Linked DNA regions of Sus scrofa: all the other regions are linked to region 1. The links are chromatin contacts, called in public HiChIP or PLAC-seq and promoter capture Hi-C maps. All regions are on one chromosome and are shown on one strand. Each heading gives the region's core, a stretch centred on a gene start, on an enhancer-like site or on the middle of the called end of the contact. The rest is flanking DNA. Distances are from core to core; before and after follow the strand shown.

The links. Promoter capture Hi-C pulls out the DNA fragments that hold promoters and counts their contacts. HiChIP or PLAC-seq counts read pairs in DNA pulled down with a chosen protein or histone mark.
Region 2: a contact with region 1 is called in a promoter capture Hi-C map of liver, with 3 times the contacts expected there. The contact joins the enhancer-like site here to the promoter of CNKSR3 in region 1. A contact is called at or near these places in 2 of 5 promoter capture datasets (fetal liver and liver), 7 of 47 Hi-C or Micro-C datasets (brain, fetal heart ventricle, fibroblasts and 3 more) and 1 of 2 datasets of contacts at active chromatin or transcription factors (skeletal muscle).
Region 3: an H3K27ac HiChIP or PLAC-seq map of skeletal muscle shows a contact between it and region 1. The contact joins the enhancer-like site here to the promoter of CNKSR3 in region 1. A contact is called at or near these places in 6 of 47 Hi-C or Micro-C datasets (alveolar macrophages, brain, fibroblasts and 3 more) and 1 of 2 datasets of contacts at active chromatin or transcription factors (skeletal muscle).

The regions. Positions count from the first base shown.
Region 1 is chr1:12,296,005-12,299,078 of Sscrofa11.1, reverse strand. CNKSR3 (connector enhancer of kinase suppressor of ras 3) reads right to left here and starts at 1,339. Exons shown (of 13, transcript XM_021086603.1): 1 at 854-1,339. The coding sequence starts at 905.
Region 2 is chr1:12,195,276-12,198,474 of Sscrofa11.1, reverse strand. No RefSeq gene overlaps it. Among named protein-coding and RNA genes, the nearest start is that of SCAF8, 75 kb to the right of the region's middle. Within about 2 kb of position 1,869, at least 10 of the 83 cell types and tissues checked have an H3K27ac peak or open chromatin away from gene starts, as enhancers often do. A contact at or near this core is called in fetal liver and liver, where this site is marked.
Region 3 is chr1:12,175,789-12,178,719 of Sscrofa11.1, reverse strand. No RefSeq gene overlaps it. Among named protein-coding and RNA genes, the nearest start is that of SCAF8, 56 kb to the right of the region's middle. Within about 2 kb of position 1,614, at least 6 of the 83 cell types and tissues checked have an H3K27ac peak or open chromatin away from gene starts, as enhancers often do. A contact at or near this core is called in retroperitoneal adipose tissue, where this site is marked.

The sequences.
Region 1 (3,074 bases), core at 90-2,589:
AATACTGCTTTGGGTGGACCTGTTCTCTTAAAAAGGTACAAAGAGTCTTGCGGAATCTCCATCACCTGTCCCTCGAAATCTTGGGAGGTACTCAAAAGGCAAGCGTGACAGCGCGGGGCACAAGCTTCCACCTCTGCTGCACCACCCGCTGCCCCTCCAACCCACGGCTTTTCCTCATCCCAGATGACAGCGTAACTCGGGATAATGGGTCCCGACCGTTAAAGACTTCTTCCCAGGGTTTAAACGTGGCCTAAACATGCAGCGCCAGCGGGGGGGTACTGGCGCCTTCCCGGAGCAAAAGTCGCCGAGGGCCGGGGAGTCTGGCTCAAGGCTCCTCGCCGGCGCGAGTGCCGGAGAGTTGGCTCCCGCGCAGCCCTCTCTCCTCCAACAAAAACACAGCGGCTCGCCGCGCCGCCGGAGTCTCCCTTTACCTGTCCCACCGCCTCGTCACGCCGGAGAATTGCTCTGGGCTGGCGGCATTTACGAGGTCCGAGGGGAGTCACCCACACAAAGGCGCCTTGTGCCTCTGCGCTCCAGGACGGGCAGCCGGGGCGCCGGGGACGGTACCCAAGCAGCGCAGGGACGGCCACCCGCGTCCGACAGCCGCACTCCAACCCTCAGCCCCCCTTCAGCGGCCACCACCACCCACCGGTTTAAAGATCGGGCTTCCCTCGGCTTGTCACAACCCGCACCCCCGAGAAGAGCTAAGGGCGAACAGGCCACTCCGGAGAAGTTTACATTGTCACCGCGCGGCGCTCTCAAAGCTTCTCGCCGCGGGAGGGACGGAGCGCCCCCGACCCGCCGGCCCGATCCGCGGGGCTGCAGACGCCGGGCTTCCCCCAGGCCCGCTCACCTCTCGTCCAGTCCACCACTTGCTTGGGGCTCCACTTGGTCACGGGTTCCATGGTGGATGGCTGGGCACCCAGCGGGGCTGGAGTCGGCAGTAAAGTCCTGTTGTCCGCACCCGCTGCCCCTTCCCGGGAGGGCGCGCCCCGCGGCCGGTCCCCACGTCCGAGCGCCCGGTCAAGGCTGCATGGCCGCGGTCAGCGGGGCATCTCAGCGCGGCGCAGCCCCGGCAGAGCGGCCGGCCCTCTCCCCGGCGCACGGGACAGCCGCGCGGCTCCTCCTCCAGCTGCCACCGTCCAGCTGCAGCTCCTCCTCCTCCCCTCGCCGCCGCCGCCGCCGCCGCCGGGACCCCGGGCACAGCTGCTGCTCCTGGGCGATGGCAGCTGCGGGGACGAGGGGCTTCGAGCCCAGACACCCGGGCCTCGGCTCCACACGGGACCCTCCCGGCCCGGCCGCTCCCCGCCGCTCCTCTGCGCCTCCGGCCCCGACCGCTGCCTCCGGTTCTGGGGCCGCGCACTCCGCTCCCGCTCCAGCTCCTCCTCTGGGCGGCGAACTCTCCCGGGTCCCTGCTCCGCGTGCGCTGGCGTCCCCAGCCTTCCCGCCCGCAGGTCCCACCTCCTGCGCCTCCCTCGCTGGCCGCACCGGGGCGGGGAGGAGCGCTGGGCCAGCGCGCTCCGGTTACAAAGTTTCAGCTCCCGGCGGCGCGCTCGGAATAAAAGAGGGGGCGGGGCCGGACACCCCGCGAAACTCGGGGGAGGGGGAGGGGGACGGGCCGCCCGAAAGGCCAGCTCCTGTTACTTTCCCTCTCTAAGCCCTTCTCAGCACACCCCGAGTGGCCCGGGCCCTGCTTTCCTCTTCAAGGGGCGGGGTGTAGACCGTGAGCGCATCCTGGAGAGCCGGTTGGCTTGGGTGAGGCCCGGGTCCTATTGGTAACAGAACGGTCTGTCTCGCCGTGAGCAACAATACACGAAAGAAAAATGAGAAAGTAAAAAATAAAGATCTGCATGTTCTGTCCGTTCTAAGTGCTTTGTATCAATACCGCTCTGCGATCAAGTCCTCCTCCTTTTAGGTTTCTTACGGGAAGACGATTTTATTTTATTTATATTTTGGATGACATCGAGAAAATTTAACTCACTTCTCTTTTAATGCTCTGGCAGTATGTCAACTTCGGGACTAAAATGAATCATTTGGTAGCTTTTAGCGTTCTATATTGCCGTATTGCAATATGCATATTTGCAAAGTGAGCTAATGCTCATTTGAATTAGTCATCAATCTCGAAGGGAAAGTGGTTAACCAGCTCCCTACCCCCACCCAAAACATAGCTTGTGCACAGTTTCAGCGACTGGCAGGAGAAGGGCCCTTTTACTTGCAGGGACTCAAGCTGGGGCCTGAACTGGGGGAAAATCCTAAATCCTAATATCTACCCCTCCTCCGTCAAGCCCCACTGCATCCCCCCTCCAGCCCCAGGGAGCTCTGCTCACCGAGATTCTTTTGGCACTTAGCGATACCTACTTTCAGTTGTGGTTATTTATTTGCATCTTTCCCTTGGAGACGGTTACCCCCTTGCGGGCAGAATTCACCCGATCTTATATAGAGCTTTTTCTCCTTTCCCTCTTGCTACCGCCTAGCTGGTAGCACCTAGCACAGAGCCAAAGGTGTGGTTGGCATTTATTCATTCAATACATATTAGTGGAATGCCTCCTGTGTGTCAGCCCCGCATTCATGAAAAAGCCGTCGAATTAGTGTGTTAGGTACTGGTTATACAGGTCTATTTGGATGCATGTGTTGACGGACGGCTAGCAGAAGGCCTGAGTAGCTGCTGTAGAGTGTGATGAGCTGGAGCACCCAAGAAGAAGACATACATTTTAAAAAGAGAAACTTCAGACCCGCCTTCCATGCAACTTATCCACAGGAGAGAGGAGCCACAGCAACCCAGAAATAATGCAGTTAGCAAATACAACGATTTTTTTTTTTTTTGAGCAAGGGTCGTCTGTAGACCAGGAAATTTGGTATAGGCAATGACAAAATTAAAAATGGAGTAGTTGTCCTTTAAAAAATAAAATAAAAAGATGGACTGACTTTTAAACTTAATATCAGTTGTGAACCATCTTTTCTCTATGGTACTAAGTAGGGAGGATCTTGTTTTTTTGTTTTTGTCTTTTTAGGGCCACACTCATGGCATATGGAAGTTCCCAGGCTAGGGGTCTAATCAGAGCTGTAGCTGCTGG
Region 2 (3,199 bases), core at 620-3,119, 100 kb after region 1:
GGGATCGGGAGCTTTGGGCTTATCAGACACAACTTAGAATAGATTTACAAGGAGATCCTGCTGAGTAGCATTGAGAACTATGTCTAGATACTCATGTTGCAACAGAACAAAGGGTGGGGGAAAAATGTAAACATGCAAGAGTAACTTGATCCCCATGTTGTACAGCAGAGGTGGGGGGGGAGAAACTGCACTTATTTTATAAATAGTAGAAATTTTTTTTAAAAGTCCTTATTCCATTCTATTTCTCAAATATCCAAATGATTTTCAAGAAATCGTATACTCAGTCACGAACTCAGAAACAGCTTTATTGAATACAAAAGAAGGAAAACCAAACCAAACCAAAGCAAAGAGCCTTATTTTTTTATTCTTCCCTATATTTTTGGCTATGGAGTGGAAGGAAAGACAATTTTATGGATGCAAAGTTAATCAGTCAACGGGAGGCCATCCTTTCTTTCTTTCTTTTTTGTCTTTTGTCTTTTTAGGGCCGCACCCATGGCATATGGAGGTTCCCAAGCTAGGGGTCGAATCAGAGCCGTAGCCGCCAGCCTATACCACAGCCACAGCAACACCAGATCTGAACCTCGTCTGCGAGCTACACCACAGCTCATGGCAACGCCGGATCCTTAACCCACTGAGTAAAGCCAGGGATCGAACCTGCAACCTCATGGTTCCTAGTCGGATTCATTTCCACTGCACAACAACGGGAACTCTCATGTTTTCTTTCTCAGGGATATTGATAACTAATTGTGACCAGACTTGCCTTTGTCTTTCCTCCTTAGCGTTTTGCCCTGAATCCATGGACCATTTGGGTTTCTATTCCAATAGCAGCACAGAAAAGACCCCATTGCCAGTGTTCACATAGATCAACCCTACTTATTCCCAAATAGAAGGAAAAAGAAATTTTGTTCTTCCCAAGTTACCTCTTGGATTTATGTATCCGATATACCTTACAATGGATATGATTTGATGTATTTTGATAACAGAGATAGGGCATGCAAGAGCGATCAAGGGAAATTTTAAACTCCTTATAAATGGAGCCCTATTCCAAATCATAAGAACAAATCAGGGAGCTCCCACTGTGGCACAACAGGATCAGCAGCGTCTTGGGAGCACTGGGACTCGGATTCGATCCCCTGCCTGGCAGAGGGGCTTAAAAATCCAGCATTGCCATAGCTGCAGCTTAAGTTGCAGCTGTGGCTTGGATGTGATCCCTGCCCGGGAGCTCCATGTACCTCAGGATGGCCAAAAATGCAAAAAAAAAAAAAAAAGAACAAATCATAAAGACAAAATTTTGAAGAAAACGCTGATGTCTTCTTTGATAAAAGTATATAGGTAAATATCTAAAGTATATAAGTACTCAGTATTTTTCTTATGAAAGAAAGTCTGGCTTAGTAAAATCAAAATGTGGAGCTCCTGCCCGTGGAACAGTGGAAACGAATCCGACTAGGAACCATGAAGTTGCAGGTTCAATCCCTGGCCTCGCTCAGTGGGTTAAGGATTCATCGATGCCCTGAGCTGTGGTGTAGGTCACAGATGCAGCTCGGATCCTGCATTGCTGTGGCTGTGGTGTAGGCTGGCAGCTGTAGCTCTGATTGGACTCCTAGCCTGGGAACCTCCATATGCCACAGGTGCAGCCCTAAAAAAAGCAGAAGAAAAAGAAAGTAAAATCAAAATGTGAACTTAACAGGATATATGTCACAGGAGCTGGATTAGCTAAATTAGGAGCCAGAGAAAAAAACTAGGAATTCATCTCGGAGAAGATTTCTGCTCTCACATTTCCTTTTTTATATTTTGGAGACAACTGTCCTCCATGCCCTGAAATCCGGTCACTGCAAAAACAGCCGCTAAGAAAGCCAGTGACACCACCGTCTTCAGCTGATTTGTTTAAACCCTGTAATTAGCTCCAAAGGTCACTTTGATTTTAAGCCTAGAGCCAGTGGCTTTCTGAGAAGTTTCCTGTTTTCTTTTTAGAAGAAAAACAACCAGCCTGAATGATAAGAATTTGCGGCCAATTCTAAACGCAAAGCCTGGTGCATTTAAATATTTCCACAGATTTCTGTTCTCACCACAGGACTCTGACTTTCAAAACTGCATTTCTTTCATAATTCCGCAAATATGAATTTCCCTGAATTTGCCTCTTGACAGCTTTCCAATGGCCAAACTGGGCGATTAACGTTATTGTTTTTCTAATAACATGGGCCGTTAGGGAAAAGGAATTGCATTCATTTCTGACTGTTGCTAATTTTTGGTTTTGATTTGTAAGGATCAATATTCTGAAAGGATGTTTCTGGTGACTGGGAGAAACATAACGTCATTTCCATTTAAACGGATTTTCACTAAGAAGACTTCCTACTGAGTTAAATCAGCCTCTTATCTTATTCCTGATACAGATATATTCTGAAAAGCCACGGGTTGCCTTCTATGCGATTAAACGCATGAGGCCAAAAATGTACTCAGAAAGGAGTTCCCCGATGGCACAGAGGGTTAAGGACCTGCATTTTCACTGCTGTGGCTTGGGTCACTGCTGTGTGCAGGTTCTGAGAACTTCCACATGCTGTGGGTGTGGTCAAAAAAAAAAAAAAGAAAGAAAAAAACTTAGAGAAACTCTAGTTGTTCTTAATAATAATAATCTTCATGCATAAACTTAATCTCTGGGCAGTTTAACCAGAAGCCCTTTCTGAGGAAATGTGTTCCATGGACTTAGTCTTCACACGGAAAAATTATTCTTAGAGTTCCCGTCATGGCTCAGCAGAAACCGATCTGACTAGCATCCATGAGGATGCAGGTTTGACCCCTGGCCTCACTCAGTGGGTTAAGGATCCCGCATTGCCAAGAGCTGCGGTGTAGATTGCAGATGAGGCTCAGACCTGGCATGGCTGTGGCTGTGGGAATCTGAGCCGCAGCTGCTGTGGCAACACCAGATCCTTTAACCCACTATGCCACAGCGGGAACTCACAGTCTTTGATTTTTCAGTCAGCAAAATGAGAGGATGGAATAGAGATGAACTCTAAAGTAACTTTCTGTGGTTAAGCCGAACTTTCAGTGAAAGTTTAACGCAGTCTTACTTCAGTCCTACACCAGTGTTGACTTGTAAAAAAGCACACAACCTAAGACCTGTATGGTGCGTTTATTCAGTGTCTTCCTGAGAATTCGACCCCAAGAGACAGTCTTTTTGAGAGCTCTGAAACCAGAGAGGTAA
Region 3 (2,931 bases), core at 365-2,864, 120 kb after region 1:
CAGGTTTTCTGCTTTTTTTTTTTCTTTTTTTCTTTTTAGGGTTGCACCTGTGGCATATGGAGGTTCCCAGGTTTGGGGTCCAATCAGAGCTGTAGCTGCCGGCCTACACCACAGCCACAGCAATGCAGGATCCCAGCCGGGTCTTTGAATTACACCACAGCTCTCGGCAATGCTGGATCCTTAACCCACTGGGAGAGGCCAGGTATCGAACCTGCATCCTCAGGGATGCTAGTAAGACTGGTTAACTGCTGAGCCACGAAGGGAACTCCCAAGGCTTTTCAGTTTTTAAAGAGGCATTATATCTGAGAACAATTAGGTAGTTGAGTTCCATTATTGGAAGGAACATCCGTGGTTATTTACAATGTATCAACACAGATTTCCTGTCTTCTCATGACCTTTTTAGTTAAATTGTTTCTGACACTGCTCTATGATTTCTAATTTTTGTATTCCTCTTTTCATCTCCATTTACAGAACCTGGCATTCCCTGGTAGCCTAGAGAGTGTTTTAGGATCCAGCATTGTAACTGCTATGGCGTGGGTTCAATCCTTGGCTTGGGAACTTCTGCATCAGTAAGTAAGTAAATAGTGAAGCAGATACAGGAGTTTATTACCCAAACAGGAGAGGCCAGGTCGAAGCAAAACAGTAAGCTTGTCTTCTCAACCCCAGGCCTCTCCCACTTCTTCTGGGTACCTTCCTTTTTGATTCAATTTCAAGTGTGCGAAGTCACCTGAAGTTTGCTGGTTCTTCTGCTACTGCCTGGAGTCTGTACACCTCAGGACGTGGCTTCTGGATTCACCCTCCTGCCGGTCAGCTGATGGAAGCATTTGTGCTAATGAGGGCCTCTCCTGCCTCTGGGGTGGCCTTCTGCCTGCACCTGCCTCACTAACCAGAAAAGAAATTATGTGGTTCAGGTTTGGGAACAGCTAGAACGGGGGAAGAGTATTTTGAGAAAGGGGAGCTGGAATCACATTCTGCAAACCGCTGTGTTCACAGCCCATAAATAGGGGACATTAGCCACTGTGAGACGTGAGATGGAGACGGGCGTGTGGGCCAGAACCAGGAAACAGGCAGAGCTAAAGCTCCCCACTCAGCACCAATGGAAACATGTAGAATAACCCCAGCAACTCTGAGTAAAGCAAAGGAAAATAGTGTTTCTTGGGTTTTTTCTGTAAGAGATGGAATATATATGTTTGGTGTCTGCCTGCCAAAGGAAACTTTTAGAATTTCTCTTGTTAGCCTGAGCTTCAGAATGTCAATGGCGTGTTTCCTTGTGGCTCAGTGGGCTAAGGATCCAGCATTGTCGTTGCTGTGGCTCCAGTCACCGCTGCAGGTTCAATCCCTGATTCCAAACTTCTGCATGCCATGGATGCGGCCAAAAAAATGTGGAAGGAAATGAAAGGAACACCGGGAGGGGTGCGTGCGTGTGTGGCTGGCTTCTAAATGATCACTGTTGCTGGTTAAGAGTTTCTGGTTTTATGATGTATGGTCCTGTTGTCATTTGTTTTGTTTTGAACTACATGGAAAATGTGACATTTTCAGGGAGGAGAGCCTGGATAGCAGGGAGATTCAGGGAAAAGGAATCAAAACAAGACTGGAAATTCCCCTTATGTTGAAGCATCTCAAAACTCATGACCTGGGAGGCAGCCGCAGTGGCGGAATCAAGGCAGGCTTTCCCGTGAATCATGCATTGCTTTGTGATCGCAACAGCGCTTCCTGCTCCAGTCAACAGGGCATCCAGGGTGGAGTTCATGAGAAAAAACCTGTCTTAGTGATGAAGCACCAATTTTTCAACTTGAGCCAAGCAACATGCAGTAAGAATATCATGCCCACGATTCACCAAAAGAGTCTTGAACAAGTTTTGAATCTGATGGAGGGTACAAAAAGGGCACAAAAGTAATTCAAGGCACATCCTCTGCCATGAAGGGGTTTTTGGAGGATCTTCTGGGAAGTGTGGATTCGGAGAACGGCAATGGCAGGATGGGGCAGAGAACCAGAATGAAAGGTGCAGGACCTGACCTGTTTTTTGTTTAGGGAAGAGGGTTTGGGCCACGCCCACCACACACAGAAGTTCCCGGCCAGGGATCAAACCCAGATCACAGCAGCAACCCAAGCCACTGTGGTGACAACATTGGATCCTTACCTGCTGAGCCACAGGGAACTCCTGGACCTGTCTTTCCATGACCCCTATGGAATGATCAGGCTTCTCAAAGCCAGACCCTCTGGGCACACCCCTTCTGCCTGCAGGTTCTCTGGTTTGCTTTCTTAGCAGAGAAGGGCAGGACAGTTCAGCTCTCATGATGAAGAGTCAGTCTTACATGCATGCGCCTGCCTGGATGACACAACAGAACCCAGGAGGGCTCCCTGTCCAAAGTATTGGCCTCTTGCCTGTTCTCTAATTAGAGTTCTTTCTGCACAGGTAGTGCAATAAAGTAGAAAGAGCTTGGACTTCAACTTCAGGCAGACTGAGCTCAGATCTCAGCTCTTCTGCACACTACAGACATTTAGCAAGTCACTTCTTTTGTGAACCCTTATTTCCACATCTGGTACCTGGGATAATGTAGGTAAAAATGCTGAGACAATAAGAACTGGCCACATACTATTTTCCTTCCTTTCTTTTCTGAGTCTAATTGGGTAAATACTCTGGAGCTGAGTAACATTCTAAGCTTTTATATTCTGGGAAATAGATGTCTCTCTAGGGAAATTAGTTATCAGCTTCAACTGTTATCCAGAATATTGGTGCTCTAACCACTCAAGGACATAATATTTTCAACAAAGATCTCTCTCTCTCTCTATCTCTCTTTTTTTTTTTTTTTTTGTCTTTTTGGGCCACACCAGCAGCACATGGAAGTTCTCAGGCTAGAGGCTGAATTGGAGCTGCAGCTGCCAGCCACAGCCAAAGCCATAGCAAGGCTAGCTCAGAGCCACGTCTGT